7 separate regions of the Mus musculus genome follow, and all the other regions are linked to region 7. The links are chromatin contacts, called in public HiChIP or PLAC-seq and promoter capture Hi-C maps. All regions are on one chromosome and are shown on one strand. The core of a region is the stretch at or near the end of the contact, and the rest is flanking DNA. Distances in the headings are between cores, read along the strand shown. Region 1 holds the start of Heyl (hairy/enhancer-of-split related with YRPW motif-like). Region 2 holds the start of Hpcal4 (hippocalcin-like 4). Region 3 holds the start of Mycl (v-myc avian myelocytomatosis viral oncogene lung carcinoma derived). Region 4 holds the start of Cap1 (CAP, adenylate cyclase-associated protein 1 (yeast)). Region 5 holds the start of Trit1 (tRNA isopentenyltransferase 1). Region 6 holds the start of Mfsd2a (major facilitator superfamily domain containing 2A). Region 7 holds the start of Cited4 (Cbp/p300-interacting transactivator, with Glu/Asp-rich carboxy-terminal domain, 4).

Evidence for each region. Promoter capture Hi-C pulls out the DNA fragments that hold promoters and counts their contacts. HiChIP or PLAC-seq counts read pairs in DNA pulled down with a chosen protein or histone mark.
Region 1: a contact with region 7 is called in an H3K4me3 HiChIP or PLAC-seq map of embryonic stem cells, with 12 times the contacts expected there. The contact joins the promoter of Heyl here to the promoter of Cited4 in region 7. A contact is called at or near these places in 3 of 39 promoter capture datasets (cranial neural crest, liver and stem cell-derived epiblast-like cells) and 1 of 115 datasets of contacts at active chromatin or transcription factors (embryonic stem cells).
Region 2: a promoter capture Hi-C map of embryonic stem cells shows a contact between it and region 7, with 5 times the contacts expected there. The contact joins the promoter of Hpcal4 here to the promoter of Cited4 in region 7. A contact is called at or near these places in 3 of 39 promoter capture datasets (cranial neural crest, embryonic stem cells and liver) and 1 of 9 other capture datasets (embryonic stem cells).
Region 3: a contact with region 7 is called in a promoter capture Hi-C map of cranial neural crest. The contact joins the promoter of Mycl here to the promoter of Cited4 in region 7. A contact is called at or near these places in 2 of 39 promoter capture datasets (cranial neural crest and liver).
Region 4: a promoter capture Hi-C map of embryonic stem cells shows a contact between it and region 7, with 4 times the contacts expected there. The contact joins the promoter of Cap1 here to the promoter of Cited4 in region 7. A contact is called at or near these places in 3 of 39 promoter capture datasets (cranial neural crest, embryonic stem cells and maxillary cranial neural crest) and 1 of 115 datasets of contacts at active chromatin or transcription factors (embryonic stem cells).
Region 5: a contact with region 7 is called in a promoter capture Hi-C map of cranial neural crest. The contact joins the promoter of Trit1 here to the promoter of Cited4 in region 7. A contact is called at or near these places in 3 of 39 promoter capture datasets (cranial neural crest, liver and second pharyngeal arch cranial neural crest).
Region 6: a promoter capture Hi-C map of liver shows a contact between it and region 7, with 4 times the contacts expected there. The contact joins the promoter of Mfsd2a here to the promoter of Cited4 in region 7. A contact is called at or near these places in 4 of 39 promoter capture datasets (cranial neural crest, frontonasal cranial neural crest, liver and 1 more).

Annotation. Positions count from the first base shown.
Region 1 is chr4:123,231,972-123,235,580 of GRCm38.p6, forward strand. It overlaps Heyl (hairy/enhancer-of-split related with YRPW motif-like), which reads left to right and starts at 1,585. Exons shown (of 5, transcript NM_013905.3): 1 at 1,585-1,975. The coding sequence starts at 1,896.
Region 2 is chr4:123,181,952-123,185,571 of GRCm38.p6, forward strand. Hpcal4 (hippocalcin-like 4) reads left to right here and starts at 1,553. Exons shown (of 5, transcript NM_174998.4): 1 at 1,553-1,673; 2 at 1,802-1,905.
Region 3 is chr4:122,994,579-122,998,412 of GRCm38.p6, forward strand. Mycl (v-myc avian myelocytomatosis viral oncogene lung carcinoma derived) reads left to right here and starts at 1,353. Exons shown (of 3, transcript NM_001303121.1): 1 at 1,353-1,572; 2 at 1,936-2,440. The coding sequence starts at 1,492.
Region 4 is chr4:122,884,244-122,887,652 of GRCm38.p6, forward strand. It overlaps Cap1 (CAP, adenylate cyclase-associated protein 1 (yeast)), which reads right to left and starts at 1,833. Exons shown (of 13, transcript NM_001358035.1): 1 at 1,571-1,833.
Region 5 is chr4:123,014,419-123,018,099 of GRCm38.p6, forward strand. Trit1 (tRNA isopentenyltransferase 1) reads left to right here and starts at 2,175. Exons shown (of 11, transcript NM_025873.3): 1 at 2,175-2,365. The coding sequence starts at 2,192.
Region 6 is chr4:122,958,847-122,962,635 of GRCm38.p6, forward strand. It overlaps Mfsd2a (major facilitator superfamily domain containing 2A), which reads right to left and starts at 2,342. Exons shown (of 14, transcript NM_029662.2): 1 at 2,095-2,342; 2 at 424-555. The coding sequence starts at 2,187.
Region 7 is chr4:120,664,449-120,668,121 of GRCm38.p6, forward strand. It overlaps Cited4 (Cbp/p300-interacting transactivator, with Glu/Asp-rich carboxy-terminal domain, 4), which reads left to right and starts at 2,115. Exons shown (of 1, transcript NM_019563.2): 1 at 2,115-3,372. The coding sequence starts at 2,355. The coding sequence ends at 2,903.

The DNA of each region.
Region 1 (3,609 bases), core at 335-2,834, 2.6 Mb after region 7:
TGGTTGGGGGTCACCACAGCATGAAGCTTTGTATTAAAGGGTCACAGCACTAAGAAGGCTGAGAACCACTGGCTTAGGTACCTTTCCAGCTGCTGTGAGAAGCACTCACCAAACAGTAACTAACAGGCTCCGCCGCCTCTCCATCCATTTGCCCTCTCCCAAAGCTTTAAAGGCCGTCCATTACCTAATGACTTCCAAACTTAAATCTCTTTGCCGAACCCCATAGTCCCTATTTAACTGTGCAGTGTATTTTGAGGACCTGGGACGTCTCTCGAGAACATGCCTACCTCAGAGCCCTTACCTTCCCCTGCAAATCTGCCAGCCCTTTCTCTCTCAGCCAATCACATAGAGCAAACAAGTATCTGCCTTTCTAGGAAATGCCTAGTGCACACATTGGGCACTCTTCACACTGGTTGAGGTTCTCACTGTTTTGGCAGGTGCCCACAGAAATTATGTGAGTGCTGAGGGCATTTGGAACAGGAGAATTGGTGCTTGCGGCTGCGGTGGCCAGCAGAGTTTCCTGATGGCGACCGTTCATGCCAGTCCTATCTGGTCATCTATGAGCATGATAAGTTTCTGTGCTTGGCCAAGTGGTTACGTGTGGGTCTGAGTGGCAAGAGGCCTGTTCTTTCCCATCAGGAAGTATCTGCAAGCAGAGCTGACTATGGTGAAAGTGTGTGTAGTCAGCTTCAGGTGACCAACCCCACTTCCCTACACCAAAAGCTGGCTTTCTTTTGTGCCTGTCCCAGTGAGCAGAACAAAGGGAGAGGACTCCTCTGGTGCCCTGCCCACCACACCCACCTCCACCATCTCCCTGCCGCCCCTGCAAGAAGTTTGCTCTCCTCCCTCAGCTTCCCTCTGCACTTCTCTGCGTACGATGACCTGGGAGGATGGCAGCTGAATCTCTAGGCACAAGGACAGGAACTCTCACTGACTAAATAGTTGTCTGTGGTCAGACAGGCTCCCCCAGAAAGAGAAGCCGAAGGCTCCTTTCCTCTCTTCCTCTCCCTGGTGCCTGCCAGGACAGCTGTCATTAAATGAACTGGGGTGACTCCCAGGGATACCCCACCAACCACCACACCCTACCTACCTTCTCCATTCCTGTGCTCCCTCCCACAAGTCAGAAGCTCAAAGATCTTGGCCACTGTAAAGTCAGCACTTGGGATGCAGAGGCAGGAGGGTCAGGGATCAGTAGTTCAAGGTCATCTTCTGCTACACATCAAGTTCAATGCCACTTTGGGTTCTATGACCCTGTCTCCCCTCCTCCAGCCTTCTCAGCTGGCAAGCAGCAGCCACCCCTTTGGGGGTTCACCAAAGGACTTCGAAGTTCTGAGCATCCCACAGTGCACGTAGCTTCCCCAATACACACACACACACACACACACACCACAAACTTTGGTCCCCTATAGAAGGAGTGACTGAAGAATTACTTCCAAGGGGTCACAGGCACCCCCAGTAACCTTTCCAAACCTATCTGCCCTCCCTGCATGCCCTGGAGCAGGAAGGTACAGGTCTGACCCTTATAAAAAGCTGAGGCACTGCAAAGCGAAGTCTGTCGCACAGAACTAGGGACAGATCCGGATTCTCTGGGCTTCCCCGTGGGGCCTCCCAGGGCACCTGCCCAAGGCCACCCAGAGCGCCAGCCCAGGCAGCGCCGGTGGAGCGGAGCCGGACCTCCCAGCGGCCGATGGGGGCGGTGACCGCCCGGGGCCTTCCCACGGTTCGGTGGCGCGTCACCGCGGGGGCGAGGGGGCGCCGGGGCGCCCCGGGCTGCGGTGCAGGAAAGGGCCCTGGGAAAGGGCGGCGTCGGCTCCCGGGCCGGGGCGGGGCTGAGGCGGGGCCCAACAACCAACTCCAGGGATCGCAGGGCTGGGACCCCGCAGCCAGCTTTCGGCATGAAGCGGCCCAGGGCGCCCAGTGGCTCCGACGGCGAGTCTGATGGACCCATCGATGTGGGTCAAGAGAACGATCTTAGGTAAGACAGGGTGGAGCGAGGGCCGTCCGGGGGTGAGAAAGTCCAGCACACTCAAGTTTGTGCGCAGCCCTCAGGTGTCAGCCAAGATGCGGGGGCGTGTGCAGCGACTCCAGTGCGTCCATAGCACCAATGCGGCAGATTCCTGAGTACCCTGAACCATAACACCCTGAACCAACTATGGTTCAGGGAGCTGGGATGGGAGGACAGTTCAGCTGGAGGATATTCTGTCGTTTGGCTACCCCCAGGGACGCCCCTGAGAAGTTTTCCTGCAGACCTAGGAAACCTTCATAGATGTAGATACCGCATTCCATTGCCCATAGTTTGTCTACTATGAAGACTTCTGTACTTTTCCAATTTCACTCTTCTTTGGGAACAGTTTTCACATAGTACACAAAAGGACTGGGGGCTGTGTCCTTTTCGCTTTGAGCATACTGGGATTTGTGTTTAGGTACTGAGGGAAATAATAGCCAACTTGCAAAAGCCTAGACTCCAATCTTCAGCACCCCTTCCACCAAACCACCAAGCCGCCAATGCAGTTTCTTTTTTGTTAAATAATCTAACTTCTAACCTGTGGAACAAACTGAACTTGTACAATCCTTGCTACCTATCAGCTCGGTGACTCCATAAGCTTCAGTTTTCTGGTCTATAAAATGGGTATACATGATGAAGCTAGCTTCATAGCGGGTGTAGACATCAAACGGAAGAATGTCAAGGCCTTAGCAGTAGTTCATGGTGAGTGCTTAGTGGTGTCAGGCTCTAAGTCTCCAGGCCTTGCCACCCAGCCCACAACCGCCACCAACTCACCTTAGAGCTTTTCCTTTCCTTCCCTTTCTTCTTTCCATTCTTCCTCCCCCTCCTCTTCTTCCTTCTTCCTTTTTCTTCATCCACTGCTAGGGATTGGATCCAGATCCTGGTGCATGCTACCCAAGTGCCCTGTCACCATGCAGTTCTGAGCCTTCGGTTCCCCTGCCTAGGCCTGTTTCCACATAGAGAAGAGGATGCGAATGGAAAGAAAAGGAACCGGCCTCTGGAGCAGGTGTCTCTCTTGCTCTACTAAACCTTATTTGTCTCTGACCACCCTGTACATGCCCCGGCACGTGCACACATACATAGAATGACTGTTTTAGTTTGTCTAGGTTTTTCCTCAATGGTTTCTCTGTGTAACTTGGCTGTCCTGGAATTCACTCTGTAGGCTGAGCTGACCACGAACTCAGAGATCCACTTGTCTCTGCCTCTCAACTGCTGGGATTAAGGCTCGTACCACCACCACACATCTAACTTTTTTTTAAGAGGCTACAGCTAGGCATGGGGACATATGCCTTTAATCCTAACACTCAGAAGGCAGAGGCAGGAAGATCTCTATAAGTAGCTAGAGCTAACTTTTGACTTAGTGAGACCCTATCTAAAAAAGGGCAGAGTCAGTCTCTCTCTCTCTCTCTCTCTCTCTCTCTCTCTCTCTCATCCTCAAATCTTACATGTTAGGTCTGGGGATGTATAATATAGTTCCTTATGTAAATCCTTTAAAAATTACTTAGCAGAAACTGCTACTTAAGAGAAATAATTCTCAAAGCCTGTTTCTGCCGCCATGAGGGGCCTAGCACCACACGGTCATGGCAAACGGAGGATCTCAAATT
Region 2 (3,620 bases), core at 303-2,802, 2.5 Mb after region 7:
CCCTGCACGTTGGGTTATAGTTAACTGTAACCAAGCACTCTTGCTTACCACTTGAGGGTTTAAAGCACGGAAGGTACCCGAGAAGGACTTAAGGCTTTTAAGGAACTTCATGAGTCACCAACCAAAGATGCCATGGATGTATCTCCTCTTTGACTCGAACACGGAGCTCCCAACCGTATGCTGCAACCCCAGAGAGAAGGCATATCCAGCTGCTAGAACGGGACAGCGCAACTGGCTTAAGAGGAAATGGATAGCTCTCATAAGGAAGACGCGGGTCCTACTGGTTTCCCCTGGCTGTGCTTTGTTTGGGAGTTTCTAAGACCAAATCTCCAAAAACCGGTTCTTTGCCTGTCCTTAGTCCCCCAAACAGCGCTCATCTCCACCATTTGCTGCCTGGACAGAAATCCGGCCTCTTCTGCATCTGCAATCCCATTTAACCAATCCCCCACGCGTCCCGCCCCCACTTTTGGTAGATCCCTTGAAGTCCCTCCTCCGCACGTGGCCCAGCCCAGGGATCTCTGCTCCCCTTTCGCCCTGAGTTTGGCGTTAGAGCTCTTTCCCACCACCTTGGGTTGTGAGCTCTCAGACACCAGTACATCCGTGGCGACTGAGCGGGCTGTGACGAGACCCCCAAGTGCGGAAAGGAGGTGTTTTCGCCTCCCTGAAACCTTCCAGACCCGTTCAGTGTAAACCGCCTCTGGTTTGTGTCAACATCCGAGGCCGGAGACTGGCGGCGGCTGGGAACCGGCTCCATCTAAGCGACGGGAATGCGGGAGGGTGGGGAATGGAGCAATGCTTGGCGTACTGTAAAGGCTCCTTCTGGAGGAGAACCAACAAGTCTTTTTAGGGGTCCTCGAGAAGTAAGGATAGAGCCTGACAAGAGATCTGACTTAGAGTTGTGGGGGTGGCTGGAGGGAGCCCACGCCCTCGTGTGTCTAGGTAGAGGATACTTCCACATCCACCCAGCTCGTGCCGCACCCACCCTCCCCTCTGCTAAACGGCGGGAGAGGAGTGGGTGTGGAGGGGCACTGGTGCAAAGCCGCGAGTTCTTGACCACCCCATCTCCCCTTTTCCACCTTGCCACTCCGCAGCTCCTCATTGATCCCCTCCAGGTACGGGCAGGACAAGAGACGGGGTCGCATCTTATGAATCACCCCCTATCTTACCCCCACCCCCGCTGGGGCCCAGGAAGAGAAGGCTTAGAAATTCAACTGTGGTTCTTCTGTTCCCATAGCAACGGTGCGGTTGTTTTTTGCGAATCCACTTTAATCATCGGTACTTTTCGCTCCAAACTGTGACCCAGGCTCTGAGCCTCAGGGTTGAGGAACAGATGGGGGTACAGCCCTCTACAATCCTGGCGACTCCGGGAAGGTCAGCGCGGGCGGACGGGCGGGGCGCGCTCTTGTGGTAGCCTAGACTCACAGGCCACCCCATCCCCACCTGAAACCCTGCCTGTCACTCGGTGCCAGCCGAACCAATCGATGTCCAAAGTTGCTGAGAGGAGGCGGGTCTTATGCAAATCGTGTCGCCTTCGAGAAGCAAATAGTGATACAAGAACTGGGGAGGCGGCTCCGACGCGGACCCTACAGAGCCTGTCGTCCGCCTGATAGCCAGCCTTGTCCCCGCGGCCGCCCAAGCTCGGAGCCATCTAGCGACTCGGCGAGCGGCCTCAGGTAATGAGGGTGGGGCCGGGCCCTAGAAGCAACCTCGCGGGGCGGAGGCCCTGAGCCCCTCCTCCTCCGCCTTCCACTCCCATCCTCATCTGCTCAGATCCATCTTTCTGACCCTGGGTCTGTCATAGGTGGACAGCCATCTGGGAAGCCCGCCTTGGGCCAGGAACTTTCACTTCAAGCCGGGTCTCCAGTTCAAGAAGGAGGTACAGCTGCCTCCTTACCCCCAGCTCAGGTAAGAACAACCATTCCTCTGGCTCCAGTGCAAACACACGCGCACGCGCGCGCACACACACACACACACACACACACACTCTTACTTGGGGGTGTGTGGTGTCACTGGTGCTAGAAGAGAGGTTTCAGTCACCCTGTGTTCTCTTGCCTCTAGAACCAAGCCTCATGGAAACCTCTACTTGGAGGTAGCCCACACCGACACCAATAGTTCACTGTCATTCCCATCTCAGGGTCTTGTTCCCCAAAAGACCTCGATAGCAAATTCATTCTCTGACTACACTCTCTCTGCCCCTTATGCTGACAGCTCACAGCATACCTAAGGAAAGGATGAAGACCCCTGAGGCTCCTACTCCAGACCCATTCACCATCTCCCTTCTAGTAGCCTCCCAACTAGACAGGGGTTCCACACTCTTCTTCCTTTATCTTGCTTGGAGCATAAACCAGGGTTGCTCCTCCCAGAAGACCACCCCATAGCTCTAGCCTTTAAACCTCATCATCCCTCACACAGGAACGCACCAGGTCCTCTCTCTGTAACCCGGTCTTCTCTGTTCCTTTTGTGCCTGTTGCTCCCTCTCTCGGCTTCCTGTTGTTTGCAGAGATGAAGCCAAAGATGAGTCCATGTGGGCTCATTTTCTCCTTTCCCTATGTCTGAATGAGAAAGCAGAAGAGTGCAAGCCTTGCCTTCGCCTCGATCTCTGCTTGACTTTAGCCAAGGCTTTTCCCTCTCAGATTCTTCATGAGATAGGCAAAGAGCAGGACAGAGGAGGGTTCGATGAGATGGTCTTGAGTAGCCTTCCAGGTCTGACATATTCTGGTTCCACAGCTGATTACAGGAGAACAAAGCCCTGTTCAAACCATTAGGATATTTCTCAGAGGAGACCTGAGAGGCCCCATCCATCACTGTAGGGACATCCTTTTCACTCAGGCCAAGGTTCAGGCTACTCCCTCCTACATATCCTACAGCCTCATTCTCTTAGGGGCCTTTCCAGACCACCAGGCCACCCTGGCATGAAAGCTCCAAATTATAGGTGGTCAACACAGCTCACCTTGTATGAGTCACTTTTGCCTTTTATTATGAAGGGGAGGAACAAGACCTGGTTGTTACTGCCATTGCTGCTGCTTGTGGAAGAGCAAAGGGAGGAGAGGGAAAGAGAAAAATCTCCTGACCAGGGAGCTGTTGTCACCATGGCAACCGCTTCAGCACCAGCTTCTCTGAAGCTAGGCGAGGGTGTGGGATTATTGCCTCCTTCAGTCCCTCCTACTTTTTACTGTCATCTCTCCACTTGAACCCCCTAACCCCGGACCCCCTAGAAGAAGCCTCTGAGCACAGAGGAGGGGGCAGAGATTTTTGAAGCAAGGAGTACCTCCTCAAGTGAAGCATAGCCCTCCAGAAGGTACGACTTCAACAGAGCACGCACCCACATAGGCGCTGGTCTTTGCTTTGTAGCTGATGGGCTCCAGTTGACCTTGGGTGAACCTTTCTCTTCCCTGACTCTGAGTTCTATTGTCTTTGAAGTAGGCTTGATAGGAGATCACAGACAAACAAAACAGTGTGACATAGTACCAAGAGGAAGGGCATGTTGCTCTTCTCTCATAATCTAAGTGACATTCACTGAGCGTGACTATAGCCTAGGCTCTGCCTCCAAGCTTCTGCGGGATGCTCAGGTGCAGCAGGCACAGGAGAAAAACTTCCAGAAGACAGACTTAGAAACAATA
Region 3 (3,834 bases), core at 103-2,602, 2.3 Mb after region 7:
GCAGGGACTACAAAGCGAGCCAATTCCTGCTTTCAAGGATGTCCTACACACACCTTAGACACAACAAATGGAAAATGGAGAGTCACACACACCCCCTGTCTTCTCACCCAACTCGTGGGTCATCTCACACCTCCCTGGCCCAAAACAACGGGACGTGTTTATCCTTCTGGCTTCAGTCTGTTAGGATGGCAACAGCCTGTAGTTCTGAGTAGTTAGACAAAAAGAGTAGGAGGAAGAGAAGGATGGCAGACAACCAGACACCAGACCTTGATGCCAGGTGTAGGATTCTAGATGAATTGGCTGCTATCCTAAGTTACCTTCCTTGGACCTAAATTAGTTAGTCTTTTCCTTTCTCAGAAGGTAGCCTGTTTATGATAACACAAAGGAAATATATATATATCTCCATCGTCTCGGCCAGGGATGTCATGCAAAACTTCAAACACTTTGATCCCACAGCTAGGAAGCACAAAACAGGGGCCTGAATGAAGTTTCCACACCCCTACACTCCTATCTCTAAAACAGCCGTTAGGAGAGTTTTGTGTGGAGGATGAATTCTGGGAGGCAGGGCTGTGAAGGAAGGGTCAAGTGTCAGCTATGACCTGGGGGATGACAGAGGTCTCACTACCCTCCCCAGGGATAAAGCTGCTGTTGTTCGAATTCTCTCATGTCCTTTCCTAAGGTGCTCTATCTTTTTAGTAAACAAATTCAGCCCGGCGATCCTGTGAAGTCATTACCATTCCTTCATTTCACAAGTAAAATTGGGGCTCCGAGGGATTATATATACTGCAGGCTTTCTAGCTCGGAATCTTCACTGCTATTCAAGGTTTAAGCCACTGAGCTAAAGAATGGGCTAATGGTTACTGAAGCAATGGGTTGAAGAAGCCTGGGTTCAGGGCCGAGGGCCACCAGGTGGCGCGGTGGAGGTGCAGTGTGTGCCCCACCATCACCACCACCACCTCCTCTGTCATGGGTGGGACGCACCTGAACCTGGTGGGGCGCGCCCCGGGAAGTAGACTAGCAGGGTGGGGCAGGGAGCAGCTCTAGTCCTTGGCTCTGAGTAGGCGCGGAGCGCCGCTTTAGTTAAGTCGCTTGGACCGCGGGAGCCTCTCGAACAGTCACGCCTCCACCAGGAGACTGCGGGGCTGCATCAGCTCTTCTGCTCTGCGCTCCCCAGCGTACAATTTATTAGGGAGCTTCAAGGGATAGAATAGAAACGACCAGTTCAGCCAGGAGGTGGGGCCGGCCCCACCTGTCGCCAGCGGAGAGAGGGGCGGGAGGGGGAGGGGCTTGTCTCCTAGGGACCACCCCCCCTCCTGGTCCCCAAGCCCCGGGCACGCGACGAGATATAAAGCAGTCGGGAAACAATGCGCCTGCAGATCGCGCTCCCGCGTCGATCCCGGGAGCGTCCTGGCTGCCGTGTGCGAGCGAGGCGGGGGGCGCGCGCACGGGGGGCGCGCTCGTGAGTGCGGGGCCGCGCGCTCGGTGGCGCGCATGTGTGTGTGTGCGGGCTGCCGGGCTTCCCCGAGCCGGCGGGGAGCCGCTCCGCTCCAGGTGGCGGGCGGCGGGAGCGAGGTGAGGCTGCGGGTGGCCCGGGCAGGGGTCCCCAGGGGACTGGCGGGCTGCAAGGCTGCAGACTGCCTTCGAGACAGCGCGCCCCCGCCCGGCCCTGCTGTGCCCCCGGAGCTGAGCTCCGGGCGGTGCTGGCAAAGTTTGCTTTGAACTCGCTCCCCTCAGCCTGGTCGGCCCGTTGCGAGCTGCCCTGAGCGAGCTGACCCCAGGCCAGGCTTCCCAGGAGCAGGGACCAGGGCGCGGGCTGCAAGCTGGTGGGCCTGGGGAGAGACCAGAGCCCCGCAGCCAGCTGCAGCGAGGGACTCGGAGCCGCCTCTTCCCTCGGCGGGCACCGCAGTCAGCTCGTCTCCCCCTTCCCTCCCGCAGGGAGCGGACATGGACTTCGACTCGTATCAGCACTATTTCTACGACTATGACTGCGGAGAGGATTTCTACCGCTCCACGGCGCCCAGCGAGGACATCTGGAAGAAATTCGAGCTGGTGCCGTCGCCCCCCACGTCGCCGCCCTGGGGCTCCGGTCCCGGCGCCGTGGACCCAGCCTCTGGGATTAATCCCGGGGAGCCGTGGCCTGGAGGGGGTGCCGGGGACGAGGCGGAATCTCGGGGCCATTCGAAAGCCTGGGGCAGGAATTATGCTTCCATCATTCGCCGTGACTGCATGTGGAGCGGCTTCTCCGCCCGAGAACGGCTGGAGAGAGTGGTGAGCGACAGGCTGGCCCCAGGCGCGCCCCGGGGGAACCCGCCCAAAGCGCCCGCTACCCCGGACGGCACTCCTAGTCTGGAAGCCAGTAACCCGGCGCCCGCCACCCAATGTCAGCTGGGCGAGCCCAAGACTCAGGCCTGCTCCGGGTCCGAGAGCCCCAGCGATTCTGGTAAGGACCACCCGGGGGCTAGCTAAGAGGGAGGCACCCCTTGGGTGGCCAGAGCTCTATCTACCGCTGTTTGAAATCAGGCATTAGATCTTAAACCTTCCCATCACCTCCCCATTTTCTGACTGAAGCTGTCGGTGTAGCCCCCAGCTGTGTCTGTCTGGCACGTGGGTGTGTTGGTAAACAGTTTGGAGAAGTGGGGAGGGAGCCAGCGTCCCTCTGATGGTGATTGGAGCCCCAGGGGACCAGGGCGACTTGGTGAGGGTTGGCGCTTAGAGAGGACAATACTCGGGTTGGACTGTAGGGGATTTCTGTCCTTGGGAGGTTGAAAGGGTTCCCTTAAGAGTCACTCCAAGCTTGAAGCTTTTTTGTTGCTGCCTCTTTCCCTGGGAAACTCACACTTCCCTAAGGGAGAAAAGACTGAGATACCTTTTGAGCAGAACCAAAAGCCTTCCTCCACTCGAAAACCTCCATCTCCCGCCTGCTGCACTTTAAATTGCTAATTCTCTTCTCTTACCCCAGTCCCAGTCCTTACTACTTCCCATCACTAGTGACTAGTGAGACAGGTGGAGGGAGAGTAAACGCTCCTCTTAACAGATGGGAAAACTGAGGATTAGAGACAGGAAATCAGTCAAGTGAGCCCCAGCCTCCTGCTGTCTAGTCGCTTCTTTTCCCAACTCCTTTCCCTGTCTTTCTTGGTGTTTAGAGGGTCTTCCTCATAGCTTGTTTGAGAAGAGCTACACGATGCCTGTTGATTTGGCCTTAGGAAGGTATCCAATCTCCCGCCCAATACATCTGTGGGCTTCGGCTGCTCTTCTACATTCAACATTCCTGCTCGGTCCCATCTCTGGTATTGAGATAATGGTCGTAGCGCCCCAGGCCTCCCTCCATACTGATGAAGAGCAGTCTTCACTGAGCTCAGACCACCTTGCTCTTCCCCTAGCCTCTGAGCCCCCCCCCCCCCCCACTCAGTAGAAGTACACGGGAAAGGATGCTATTGCAGGTGCAGCAGGAGGCTTTGGGCACATTCATTTCCGACAGAGAAAAGTCACTGCAGCAATCAAGAATCATGGGCTTTTGAGAGGGAACTGGGGAATTGGATGTGGAAGTTGTACAGCTATGGAGGGAAATGAGAACAGAATTAAAAAGTCTCTTTTTCTTCGATGCATTTGTGTTAAGGTCATTTTTAACCTGCAACAGGAATTTATGTTTTGTCGGATGACTTAGATAGGAAGCTTGAGATCAAGAACCTAGAGAAGAGCCAGCTCCGCAAGGGCTGTTAGAGAGACCGTTTTGGAAGTTTGGAGATCTTTATTAGCAATCCAGACCATCATAAAAATAACAGGGACTGAGGCTGACCTGGGCCTCCGTTTCTCCTTTTGAAAATGAGGAGGAAT
Region 4 (3,409 bases), core at 583-3,082, 2.2 Mb after region 7:
GTACTGGTCTACTCCAGTGTCTGGTCCCTTCCCACTCTGCCAAGTGGGAAAACCCTTCAAAGTATCCCCATAGCTTCCAGGCTAAAATCCAAATTCTTTAGCATGCTTCCAAGGGCCTCCCTATTTGACTCCACAACCTCTCATTTTCTCCACTTCTCCAAGTAATACTGGAACCACAACACGGCTGACTAGTCACTTGGGTCTTTCTCATGCCTAGGTCTCTGCGCCTTTCCATCTAGTTCTGCCTAGAAATCCGTTTCCTAGGCTCATTATATGCCTAAGGAAATCTTGAAACACTAAGTCCCTCATTGTTGCCTAGAACTGTGGTTCAGATATTTCTCCTGTTCTCAGTAGCTCTGTGTTCACACAGTGCACACACTCAACCACCCTTGATTTGCCGGTTCCTCCCATACTGTACATATCACCAGAGAACAAGTGTATTCCTAGCCAGAAGGGCTAAGTGCCTAAGCTAAAATGTTTTCACACATACTGAGGTCCAATAAATGCTTGGCAGATGATGAACGTGCTGTTCTAACCCTGGATTTTCACTTCAAGGGAAAGCAGTACAAAGAGCTACAGCTGACAGTTCTGATACTAACTAACCTCTATCTAATATATTCTCTCTCTCTCTCTCTCTCTCTCTCTCTCTCTCTCTCACACACACACACACACACACACACACACACACCCTCTTGATCTTTCAAAACGCTTCTGACTCCCTTGCTGCGTCCTTCCACAGCACCCTCACCACATTTGTAACTATTTCTTAACTGTCTTTCACTGCTAACTCGATGGGGGCAATGACTAGACTTTTCAAAGCTGTATTCGATGACATTTTCCATGTTGCCAACACAGAATAAACACAGCGATCCTACGACCACAGGCACTTGGCAACTGTGCCAGACCCAACCTGAATCATCTGACTTCAGATCCAGAAGTGGACAGCACCTCCCATAAAGTTAGCTTGGATTGCGAGTGAACAGTGGCAGTCTAAGAGTAAGGGGAGCTCACTGAACGTAAACGCAGGGCTTACTAGCCTACCTTAAATTTAACAGGCATTCCAAATTTTTAACTTTTTTTTTTTTTTTAGTTCTACTACCAGATAGCCTTTAACCTGCAGCTGCCCAGATCGAAAGTTAGAGAGGTTCCAAGGAAAGGAAGGATCTAGGACTGGAAACCTCTCTCTAAAACCAGATTCTTTTCTTCTCCGAGATCAAGTTACCCATCCGAGTAATGGGAACAAGACCCGGTCAGGAGGAAATTCTAAGGTCTCCCAGGGTCCATTCAGTTGGTTAGGATGCCTTTAGGAATCAGGCCTCCGCGGAGGCTGATAGGCAGAGCTGCGAAATCAAGGAGAAAGTGGCTTCCCCAAGACCTCCTGGTTCAATCTGGTACCCCAGCCCCACCTCAAGAGACCGCACCCAGGAGCCCGGGATGGCCGAAGGGCCCAAACCCCGGCCTTTCAGCAAGACTCCTCAAACGCGCGTAGGCTAGCACAGCCTTTACTAACGGCCAGGACCCGGTGGGCCCCAAAGACCATCCCAATCCTTATCCAACCACCAACCCTCACCTTAAGAGTTCCGCCTCACCTCCGGACTGCGATCAGCCGCTCTCCACTTCCGGCAAGAACCGCCCAGCGGTCTTCGCGCGACCCACTTCCGGGCCCTCACTGGGCGCGGCACCCCCACCGGAAATGAACCACTGGCTGTAACGCTAGCCCGGGGGAGAGGAAGAAGTTTGGCCGCTCCGCTCGTGACTCCGCCCTCATTCCCCGCCACCGGAGAGAGAATCTGGCTTAGGAGCGTTTGGAAAAGGGCTCCGCCTCCAAGGGAGGTGGGGGAGGAAAACTCGGGGAAGGGGCGTGTCCACGGTTGGTCACGCCCCGAGGCCCAGACCAATAAGGAGCTGGAGTTCCTAACCAAGCCCCACCTCCTCAAAGGAAGACAGCTGAGTGGCTGCTTGTTTTGTCAATTTGTGCTCGGAGACTGAGGTCGTTACGTTTTTAGCCTCAGTCCGGAAGAGGTTCAGGGAACAACAGTGGGGCTAGAAGGCTCTGAGACCCAGTGTCTGGTGGTTGGGGGGACCGGGACCAAATTTCGCCCCTGGCTGGGCGTGCAAGCCTTGGTTTCCCTGTCTGTAGTACAGAAAAGCAATGGACTCGGTCGCGGAGGCTAATAGAGTAGGCTTTGAGCGTCTGGGCATGCTCGCCCTCGCTCGATTCCGAGGCTAGGGCTGGGAAGGTGGAGAAAATCTTCCACTCGCGCCCCACTTCCTGTTTGCTCTGTGCGTTTTGTGACCATAGATGGTCAGGTCCGTGGCTGTGCTTAAGCTTCCGCCTCAGGCTTCGGAGTTCTTCCTCCCACCCTGTAGGGTGTGGTCCCTGAAATGAAATGAGCAAAATTAAAGGAGATCTTGTCCCATTCCTTAAAAATCTTGCTTTTGAGGCTTCATCGCCCCAAGCTATGTATGCCCAGCTGGCTGCTAATGAGCCCGTGTGCGATTCAGAGCTGTAACTGCAGCCTGCAGGGCAGTCTTCGCCTCCCTGCTTCTTAGACGGGGGATCGCGTCTTTGTTTCCTCCGGACTTAACACTTTCCAACCGGTCATTATCCTCCCACAAAGATTTATTTCTAGAAAAAAAATTGGCGAGTGCTGTGCTATGGTTCCTACCCCTTCGACTGGATGACTGACAACTCCGCGTTCAAGTTGAATGCAGGTGTTATATGCCAGAGTCAATCATTCAACAAATACAGTTCATGTAATAATAGCTACCATTTACTGTGCGCTGACTACATGCCAGGCTTGTGCTGAGCGCTCAAACCATTTTCATTTAATCCTAATAGCAACTCTCTGCGGTAGGTACCATTACATCCTCGGAGCTTCAAATGAGGAAGCTGAATAACTTGCCAAGGTCACAAAGTAGATGTTGAAACTTTAAACAGAGCACGCATTTGACTGTCTTAGAACCAATGAATTTAATCATCCCCAGTGATAGATAGATCTGGGAACATTTGAGGCATTGGGTGCCTCTGGTTGTAGACGTAAGTTGTTCCATTCCTGACTCCGAGCCCTTTACTAGCGTCCCGACTTTGATCAAGGTGCTTTGGACAATTTACTGGCCTCCCCCAGTTTATGACTCCCAGTTTGTTTAAAACAGAAATGACAACATACCAAATTATGGCACAAAAATCATCCGTTTATAATATGTTCATTTCAGGGGCAGGTGTGGTAATGCTCACCTTTAGTTCCAGCACCCGGGAAGCAGAGGCAGGTTGATTTTGTGAGTTCAAGGCCAGCCTGGTCTACATAATGAGTTCCAGACACAGTGAGACCCTGCCTCAAACAAACAAATACATTTGGGCTGGAAAGATGACTCAACTGGAGAAAGACATCTGCTTCCAAATCCTGAG
Region 5 (3,681 bases), core at 925-3,424, 2.4 Mb after region 7:
ACTCAGCCCCAGGCGGGTACCACAAATTAGAGAGAACAAGGCTTTCCATCAAAATATCCTGGATTGAGTGAAGGAGATCTTAGGGACCAAGGACTAGGAATGGGAGTTCTCCTAAACAATATTTGTAGCTATATGGTTTAGCCTAGGTCTGGGAGAGTGGCCATTTAGCCTAAGGAGATTGAAGTGATGAAAAATATAATGGCAGTCATTCTAGGTAGGCCAGTGATATACTCAGGATTTCTGGATGTGTGGGGGACTATGTTAGCTTTTCTCCTAGGCCCCGCCCAACAGTTACCTAGCAACAGCCAGGTACTAGTCTGGCTCTTATTATCTGACTGTTCAGGCTTGCTCTCTCTCTCTTCTCTCTCTCTCTGCCCCCTCCCCACGTTTTCCCAGCCAACCTCTTCCCTTCTCTCTCCCTCCTCTCTCTTTCTGCCCTTCTCTGTCCCCTTTCTTTCTCTGCCTCCACTCCCTTCTCATCCCTCAAATAAACATTTCCTACTAGACCCATTGGGTGGCTGATACCTGGGGGTGGGGGTCTCAGCGGCCCCATGCTGAGGCACCTCCTCCTGCTGCATCATGCCACCACATTACAAAACATATCAGACTACTCGTGGCTTTACCTAGGAGCTAGACCGAAGCAGTCTCAGAGAAAAAGCACTTATGCCCCCGCCCCCATCCCAAGTGCTGACTGAACCCAGAGCCTCATGCTGACTAAGCAAATGCTCTACCACTAAACCTGCATCCTCAGACCCCTTAAACTGCCCAACTAGCTAGAGGTTAGCAGAAGGGGTATTTAAGCATCTTTACACGTTATTGAAAGATTCTCTGCCCTTAGGCTTTTGCTCTTACTTATTTAGGGAGGCAGATGGGATTGTACAATTATAATAACACAAACTGTTTAACAAATGGTGGTTGTTATGTGCCAGTGCATTTGAAGCAAGCACTTTCCAGACATTATTTCACCTTTTCCTTATGGCAATCCTTGGAAGAATGGAAAGATAAAATTGCTGAGGTTAAGAGGTGAAGTAAGGGTCTGAAGTGTGCTCAGCTCAGTGCTAGAGTGTATATTCAGCACCCAGGGGGGGCCTGGGTTCAGTCTTCAGACAAAGAGAAAAAAAAATGCTGCTAATGGAATTAATTCTGATGAGAATTAATCAGCTCTCAGCTGATAAGTCTGAGAGCTGGAATTTGAATCTAGGTTCATCGGGTTCCATAACCATTCTTTCTTAATTTTAAACTTCAGTGTGTGTGGTGTGTGTGTGTGTGTGTGTGTGTGTGTGTGTGTGTGTGTGTGTACAGAGGTCAGCATCAGCTCTCTCCTTCCACATGCGGATCCTGGAGATTGAACTCAGGTCATCAGATCTGGCTGCCAGCAACTTTACATGTTAAACCATCTCTCTGGATTCTTAAAGCCATTTCTCAAAGTGGTGTGTGGAATCTTGAAGTCTGGCCATCCTTGATTCTGATTTTTCTTTCCCTCACTTGTATCTGCTTTACCCTTTGATTTTCTTCTGCTTCCTCTTCTAATTTTTGGGTTGTCATTCACTTGCTTGTTCTTTTGCTTTTAAGCCTATCTCTTGACTGCTTTATGCCAACGCAGAGCTTTGTCCTGCTTTCTGATTGTGTCTAAATGAGTGTGGAATTCAAACATTAGAGCCATGCTCTTGACTGAGAATTGGACAGATCTGATTTTGAAGAATGACTGAGAATCGGACACTCTCTGAGCTTATTAAATCCAACGCTAAGGTAGGCAAGTCGTTTCTCTGTCCATTTAATCATTGGTGGGTGCCTGTGCTAGGCACAGGAGACTCAGCAATGAACTAGTCAGAATGTGCTTCTTGTCTTTGTGAAATTAACAGCCTGTGGTAGAACTCAGACAATAAACCAGAGGCCAGTTATACAGTTTTATTCTTGAATTAATGCTATGAGGAAAAAGAATTGGGTGCCTGGACGCAATGTAGACAGAAATATTTTAGATGGGCTGCCATCTCTCCTTTGAGAAAGCAAGTCGGTGGGCTAATCTCAGCTAGTCGAAGGCAGTTACGTCATGGGCCTCCTAAGCTTGGTACCTTTGTCCCACAGTTTCCTCCTTTCCACCCTCCCCGCGTTCTGAGCCGGAGATCCGCGCCGGCGCACTGACTGTTGCCATGGGGACAGCTGCTTCGGCGCATGCTCAGATGCCTTCAAGATGGCGGCTGCGGCTGCTGCACGAGCAGTTCCTGTGAGCTCTGGATTCCGAGGCCTGCGGCGAACACTGCCACTTGTAGTGATTCTCGGGGCTACTGGGACTGGCAAGTCCACCCTGGCTCTGCAGTTAGGCCAGCGGCTCGGCGGCGAGATCGTCAGCGCCGACTCCATGCAGGTATGGCAGCGTGCTTGGCCCGGGGGCCTGGGAACCCTGGAGGTCGCGTGCGGGCCTCTGGACTAGGGGACACCCTGTCGCGTGGCTGTAGTGGGTGAACCTCGAGGCGTATGGGGATCCAGATGAAAGGAACCCACACCTGCTAGGTACCCATTCCAATGGCAGACAGTGTCCATTGTGTCCTGTGATCGCTAAGTAACTTCTCAGGCCATTACTCTTTCGTAGATAGTACCAACAGTTTCATTTATGGATAAAAATGTTGGGGGCTGGGGAGGTGAAGTGACCTTGTGCGTGGCACATTGCAAATAAATGGAGGAGAGATAGTGGAACGTTTAAGGTTGACATCCGGTGAATTTCAGTAAGTTAATTATTCCCAAATTTTGCCATAATTCTAATTCTAGCCCAAGGTAAGTCAGATGCCACCTGTGAGTGTCTTCTTGGGCACTAGAGCAGTCAGAGGCAGCCACTGGCTTCGTGACTTCAGATCAACAGTGCCCTTTACTTGAATATTATATTTGTAAAGTGGAGGAAATGTCATTTGCCCCACAATCACAAGGCTAAAGTATTTAATAAGTGAGACATTGGAGTGTTACAGTGGAGAGAGGGAGGCCAGCTCGAAGGTCAGACATTGTGGTAAATATTGGCTGAACCTGAGGGCTTTTTTGTTTATTTGTTTTTGTTTTTTAATCCTTTTGTCCTCTTTGCGAGAGGACTTTCGGGGATGTAGGAGCATTTGAGCTAGAGAGTAGGTGACATTTTGGGTGAATGTGAGAAGAATTACAACAGCTGTTAGGCATGTTCAAAGGTGTCGAACATATACAACCAGTCGCAGAACTCATGGTTAGTAACCTAAAATTAGTAATTAATTCTTTGCCCCACTTTACCTCATAAGGCTCCTGACATTGTTTCTACCCTCATAATTTATTTTTCCATGATAAGATCATCAGCTTATACTAAAAGGTAAGGTAATGTAACAAATAGTTGTTTGCAGCCTGCTTTGTGCCAGCTTAGGGAGATAAAGAGTTTAGCTTGAACTGAATCTCAGCCAGATTTTTTTTCCCCCAACTTTTTGCTACATGAACAAAGATACCTTTGTTCCTTTGCTAAAATAGGAAGAATATAAAAAACAACCTTGTGATCATTAAATGAAATATATGTGAAGCACTTATTACAAGTGTTTAAAAAATATGTTAACAGTGAAAACTATGGTGACTGTGTGTGTGTGTGTATATGTACATTAGACCAAACTCCTTATATTGGGGAATGTTAGTCTGGCTAAACATAGAGTAAGACAGAGCTAATAAGTGAACAGAGCT
Region 6 (3,789 bases), core at 1,092-3,591, 2.3 Mb after region 7:
CTCCTCAGGTGAAGGTGAGATACAGTTCTTCCATCAACCTAGCAACAGCAACACCCACTAAACCCTGAGCCAAGCCAGCTGACTGTCTTCCAGCCAGGGACATGGTGTGCCAGTCTCTTCTAAGAACAGCGTCACTAGCGGGTCCCATTCTCCCTCAGCCACTGCCCTATTCCGCCAGGCTCTCTATTGCTCCTGCCAGGCAAGGAAGAGTTGCCAGCTGTGGTTCCTGGGGCAGGTAGACCGCGCCCCCCCCCCTCCCGCACACTTCCTAAAGCCTTACTTCCCATCCACTGTGACCCTGAGTGGCAGCCAAGGAATGTGTCCTGGTCTTGTTTTACCACTGGGGAAAACTGAATGACCCTACCAAGAGCCCATCAGTTCCCTCTGGCTACCAAAGGAGCCCGAGGAGCTCCTGTTACTCACCTTAGCCACATCCAATAGGTAGATCTGCAGGAAGAATCCCAGTGCGCAGCCGGTCAACTGGTACGGGGCCCCTCCAACTGCATAGCAAAGCTTGTTGCAAATGGACAGTTGCTGCTTCTTTTTTGGTTCCTTCTGGGAAGAGAAGGAAAGAATGAAAATAAGCCCAGGATTCTGGCCACCAACCTAGAACGTGCCAGAGGCACAGACATTTATTTCTCCAGCCAACTCGGCCAAGAGGAACAGTTCTACCTTGCCCAGTTCCCACCTAGGGAAATCTCACTTCCCCAACCCCACAGGAAGTTGCCCTTAAACCCAGACTTATCCCTCCACCCCCAGACTCTGAGGAAATCTATCACCTTCCATCTTTAAAGATCTCCCAGATCAGGTGTAGTGGCACCAACACTTGGGAGGCAGAGCCCAGCAGATCTGTAAAGTCTGAGGCCAACCTGGTCTACAGAGCTAATTCCAGGTCAGCCAGGGATACAAAGAGAAACCTGTCTCAAATAAGTAAGAAAATAAATGAATAAATAAATAAATAAATAAATAAAATCTTCTCCCAGGCCCTCAGCTCCTTTCCAAGTTACCCAGAAAGAGCATGCGGTAGCAATGGGCCTGTCCCTACCTGGCACTAGCTGCCACAACCTGAAAATCCTCTTGCTGCCAAAAGTTCCCTGAGCCCAGCCCAGGCTCCCTCCCTGACGCCCCGCAGCAGCTAGGATCCACCTGCGTCCTGGATGAGTGCACCAGAAGGGGGGGGGGCGCCCAGCCCGCTGCATCCTCAGCTGTTCTTTCAATCTGTCCCAAAGTTCCCGGGCCCCTGTAGGGAGTCTTCAGCTCCAGGCAAACCCTTGAGCAGTCCTACCATCCATCTGCCTAACACGCACCCTTTCCAGCTCCTAGGGGACCTTGGAGAGGGGTAAAAAGGGCTCCAGGTGCAGGGCTCAGCCCTCTCCGGGTGGAGCACTAGGGGAGGCTGAGGTTGCCCAGGGAAAGTAGAGATTACTCATACATGGTAACAGCATAATTGCTTACTCGTTTCTTCCAAGAACAGTTAATAAAATTAAAAGGAAAAGTTAAGCACCTCCCAATTAGCTATATTGTGAGAGATTCCTTTCCTGGGGCCGCATGGTTTCATGGTGTGGTTAAATAGATCCAAAGAGTTAGAACGGATCGGAGAGAGAGGATGTCGAGACACGCGGAGCTCTGTGCATGTGAACCCTCAGTCACACAAACGCTTTCGGTATGCGGCTCCTTTAAGAGCAAAGCCCTTGTTCTTATGAATGAACTTGAGTGGCCCTCCTCAGAGTTAAAGCACGAGAGTGGGGGGTGGTGAGAGATGGAGAACCAAAGGGACTCTCAGACTTCTGGGGTCTCTTCAGGTCTAGGGAGAGAAACTAGTGTGGCTCAGCACAGTAGAACCTAGAGCGCTGGGGAGAGCCCCACGCCGCGTAGAGTTGCCGGCGCCTCTCTTGGCGCAAACCCATTGTAGGGGTGTGCAAAGGGGCTTCAGACTTTCTCCATCACTCCCGGTCCCAGAGCACTCCTTGCTTTTTTCAAGCTTCGCTGTACCCTGTTACCGCCAAGTGTCCCAAGGCCAGACCTAGTCTCCGACGCCCCTATACCCACATCCCGGCCGGCCCACCACCCCTTGCCCTCCTCTCGGGACCTCACCTTCACCTGGACCGGCCGTTCACTGGCTTGGAGGATGCTGGTGGGGAGCAGCCCCGCCGCGGAACCGCTCTCGGCGCCTTCTCCTTTGGCCATGACCCGCGGGCCACGCCGCGTGGGACCGGGACGCCGGGATGCTCTTGTGTTCTGCCGGCCGGCACTCGCCTGTGGCTCCGATCCTAGGCGCAGCCCCAGCCACTACTACGTTCGCTAGCACTTAGCAAACCAGGAACGCCGGCGATGAAAACTCCCTAGCACGTCCCCTCCGCGCCTCTTAAAGGTTCGGGCCTGCGCCTCCAGCCAATCCCTGCACGCGCCTGCCCATCTCGGCTGGCGGAGCCTCGCTGCTCAGCCACGTTCTCAAAGCCGGCAACCCACACCGCGTGCTCCTAACTACCTAAGCAAAGCTGAGAAACCCACCTGACTCGCCCGAGGAAACTGAAGTCCCAGGCTGAAAGTGACCTGTCCGAGGTCCCCCAGAGTGAGTTTTCCCTGAGTAGAGCCTGTGGCCCTTGACTTCTGAATCCCCATCAGCTCCTTTTAAAATCCGGAGTCAGGTGGCTTCTCCCCTCCCCCAAACCTGAGGCCATGGGCTGTAACTTTCATTATCAATGTCCCTCGTGTCTCAAGATCGACAATTTCCTCTTCCTCCCTTTGAAAAGTAGGGGCCTTTTTCAATGGGACAGAAAAATTACCAAGTCCAGTGGCTACCGCTTCCAGGCAGGGGAACTCGCAAGTTCTAAGAAGGAGCCATGGCCACAGCAGCCGTTTATGGGTAGCTTTCTAACAGGCTTAACATGACCTCACTGGGTGCTTATGAACGCCATCTGAGGGTGGTACTATTATTATCCCCATTTTACAACCCAGGAAAGGGGGACACAAGAAGAACAGCTGTTGCGACACAGACAGGCCAGAAAGGTTTTGTCCAGTTCCAAAGTCTTTACTCATAACTCTCCTGCTCTGCCCCTCAGCATAAATTACAGAAGGCTGAGCTATGTCTGTGCTCCCAGACAGGAAGCCCTGGGAGATACAAGACGCCAGCAGCCCTCTGTGTCGAAAAGAAAAGAAAAGAAAAGAAAAGAAAAGAAAAGAAAAGAAAAGAAAAGAAAAGAAAAGAAAAGAAAAGAGAGAAGAGAAAAGAAAAGCTTTGAGAAAGAGCATGCAGAGGAATGTGGTCCTTGAAAGAAGGGAGGACCGTCATCATCTAAACAGAGGCCAGGCATAGGTGCCAGCAGAGAACGGTCTTTGCTGCCTTTCCTTCCACCTCTGCTAATGGCACTCCAGCCTTCACAGATCCCCAGGAGCCTGGGTCAAGTCCAGCTCTCCCTCTTCAGTGAAGTTACTGCTTAGACTCTCAGAGACCGCTCACACAGGACCTGTGTTTCTCAGTGTCAAGCTTTTTTTTTTTCCCCTCCTCTTAGTTCAGATTGCAGGGAAGAGCTATTGAGATCTGACTCCTCCACAATGGCCACAGCACCCTTGTGTGCCCTGGCACATCACTGTCCAGAAACAAGCCAAGGGAAATAGTGAAGACTGTAAGAAGGCCTGTTGTCCCCACTGTCACACTGCCCTCTCTCTCTTCCATACTATAGGAGGGAAGCTATGGAGTCCTGTACAGTCTCTTCCAGCCCTAAATTCTTCACTCCTTTGAATGGCAGCATTCCAGAAGTGATCTGAATAACCGAGCCAGATTATGCC
Region 7 (3,673 bases), core at 865-3,364:
CCCCAAGTTTGTATAGCAAGCCCTTGATGGAAGTAGGCTCCTCCACCGTCTCCCAGTGAATTGTTAGTTGTCAGTTAATGCACCAAACGCGCTAAAGAACTTCAAAAATCTTATTTTAAATTTTGATTTGTGTATGTTTGTGTGAGATGTGTATGTGGGTACCCACAAAAGTAAAAAGAAGCTATTGGATCATCTGAAGCTGGCATTAAAGGTGGTTGTGAGCTGCCCAGTATGAACAGTGGGAACCAAACTCAGGCCATCTGGAGGAACAGCAAGCTCTCTTAAGTGGTGAGCCATTTCTCCAGCCCCAGATTAGATAACTTTTTAAAGCATTATTCACACACACACACACACACACACACACACACACACTTTTTTCTAAAAGCAAAACTGTCTTGTGATGTAACCACTGCCAAACGATGGTGTCCTTAGACCAGCTATGTCAGGGTGATTTTTTTTAAAAACATAGTCTTATGATTCCAAACCACCCACAGTCTAAGCACTAGGAAGGCTGAACGACAATAATATCAGCTTCAAGACCAGCCTGGGTTACACAGCAAGGCTCTGCCTAAAACAAACAAACAAACAAACAAACAAACATCTCAGTGTTAACCTTCTGAGTCAGAAGGTTAGGGTTCCCCCTAACAGTCAGGTTTAAGAATTTCTGTGTGGAGCCCTATCTGGAGAAAAAGAGATAGCCCAAGGCTTTCATTATACTAGACTAGGACCACCAACTTCCTTTCACAGCAGAAAGCAGAGGCCCTATGGAATCAAGTGATGCCCCCCCAGCCCCCACCCAACGCCCCTGCAGGTGGCAGAGCTATGATTAGAACTTGGGCCTCTGAACTCGGCTGCTAAACTTCTCCCCTCTACACCAGCTAGATAAACCAAAGTTCCAGGAAGGCCAGAGGCTGCTGCAGGGGGGAGGGGAGCCTGAGGAGGGGAAAGCCAACATGTGTAAGTCAGGCTCCAGGAAACCGTCCCCGGCATGCCTGTGGCTCAAAGAGCTTGTTGCATATAGGAATGACTATTTGCATACAGCCTCTGCACAGCCTCATTTTCCTTTGGTGCCTTAGTCTTCTTATCTGCAAAATAGGGCTAAAAATTCATACCCTACCCCAGAAAGGCACTTGTAGAATGTAGAGCACTCTAAAGCTCCAAGTTAGGATTATTGTGATTCAAAGAAGCTTTGGAAATCCCCCATTGGGTGATCATTAGAGCCAGCCTTATAGCCAACCTTTCACTAGATTAAAGAACATTTAATACATATGTATGTGCCAGGCACTATGGAGGGCTCTATACACACACACACACACACACACACACACACACACACACACACAGAGCCTCAGCTAACTTTCACCATAGGCGCTTGTGGTCTCTGCTACTCTGGCCAGCATCCTACGGAGGAGAAAGCCGCAGTTTGGTGAATGAGCTGCAATTCACGCCATCATTTGCTCATTCATTCCACTTTTACAGAAAGCCAGCTCTGAACCAGGCTGCGGGCCAAATGCTGAGGGTAAGAAGATGAACAAGTCCTTCAGGAGACATGCCCATAAATTACTTTAATAACAACTCAGGACAAGCTTCAACAGACAGCACAGTGTGAACCAGAGAGAAGGAGCAATTGGCTCCCTGGGGATTGTAGGAACAGAGAGCTGACCTCTTCAAAGGACATTGCACTTCGCTGAAGTGCAATACAAAGTTCCGGGTTTGAATCTTAAAGGCTTTATTTACTGTGTGTTTCCAGGAAATCTCTCCTGCCTCTGAGGCTCAGTCCGAAAAAATAGTAAATTGAGTGACGCCAAGATCCTGAAACTACAGGAACTGGCCCTCTCACCTCATCTGGCAAATTCAAGCTACTCCCATACCCCCTCTTAACCAGTACCTCGAAGGCCTGACCAAGCCCCAGAAAAATGTCAACCACCCAGCCCTACCAAAGTGCCTGCATCCTGGGACGCCCTTGCAGGCCCAAAGGGCGGAGCTCTGGTAGGGGGCGGGACCAATACCTTCTTGGACAGGTTCACGACCCGCCCAGAAGGGATTCATCCAGCCAATGACAGAGAGTGGGCGTGGCGTTCCCGCCTCTTGGTATAAAAAATCTCCGGACTTCAAGGCACTGCGCGAAAGCCTGGGAACCCTTGGGCTGTCTGTTTCTTTTGCGGCCTGCAACTACTGCTGTGGGCAGCGCAGAAGAGAGGAGATCCGGGAGACCCGGGTGAGACAGTGAACGAATCCGATTTATTCTTCCTCTGCCTGGTTGAGTTGCAGGGACTGCACAGTGCCCGGGTCTCCCGCCCAAGAGGAGCCGCTGGCCGAGACCCGGGGCGTGCCCTGACTGTCCGCCAGCTGCTATGGCCGACCACCTGATGCTCGCCGAGGGCTACTGCCTGCTACAGGTGCCGCCGCACACCCACGGCCCGCACGCTCCCCGGACTCTGCAGCCATACGCAGGCCCGGGCATGGACAGCGGTCTGCGGCCGCGGGGGGCTCCGCTGGGACCGCCGCCGCCACCCGGGACCCTGGCATACGGCTCCTTCGGGTCGCCGGTCTCTTTCCAGCCCTTCCCCGTCTCGCAGTCGCCGGGCGCCGGTAGCACGCACCTGCAGTCTGCAGCCACACCGTCCCCGGGCCGCATCCCGGCGCCCCCGGCAGCCGCTGGAGGGCCCTCACCTCTGCAGCCGGCGCCCGGAGCCGCAGCCTCGTTGCCGCCGCCGCCGCCGCCACCCGCCCTGGGCTGCATGGACACCGAGCTCATCGACGAAGAGGCGCTGACGTCGCTGGAACTCGAGCTCGGGTTGCACCGCGTACGCGAGCTGCCGGAGCTCTTCCTCGGCCAGAGCGAGTTCGATTGCTTCTCAGACCTGGGGTCAGCGCCGGCCGCCGGCTCGGTGAGCTGTTGAGAGCCACCACCCAGAGACACGGGACCTTGCGCCCGGTGGCCCGGCTCCCACACACCCTCCGTGAGGGTGGAGGCGCCTGGTTTTCGTGCCGAGACGGCTCCAGCCGAGAACACCTGCCTTGCCTCCAGGCTCTGCCTCCTGCCAGATGACAGTTGGGTCTCGCTTCTCATACCCAAGCCTCAGCGGTCTAATGGAGGGAACTGAACCAGCCTTCGGATTCCACGTTCTTGGATTCTGTGCCCTCTTTCCGCCGCCTTGCCCCAATCTGAGCCATTACAGGCCTCTGCCTGACCTTCCTTCTCGAGCAGCCTACTAACCGGATTGGGTCTAGGGAGCCATCTCTCCGTACCCCCTACCTTCCCTGGGCCCCTGGCCCGGGGGAGGGAAGGATTTTACACCTAACCCCTGCAGAGTGGAGCCATGCTCCCGCTGGCCTCTAAAACCAAAATAAAACTGGGTTGCTTTACAATTTTGAGTTTCCATTTCCTTTTCATCCCCACCCTCAAGTACCTGTAACTTGCAAAAAGTCTGAGGCTGTTAGAGTCCCAAAGTGAAACTGAGGCTCGCAACCTCAACAGCCCAAAGGACAAGAGACCTGATAGTTTCTTTTGAAAATGTCTTGAGAGTTGTGCAATTGTCATGACATAACCTGAGGGGTCCAGGCTGCTGCCTGGCCAGTTAACAGCTTAATCCGTTTGATTTCCTAGCCACTAGGACTCCAGGAACTGGGGGGGGGGGGTCCCCTGAAGATCCAGGCAGCCCTAGCTTTG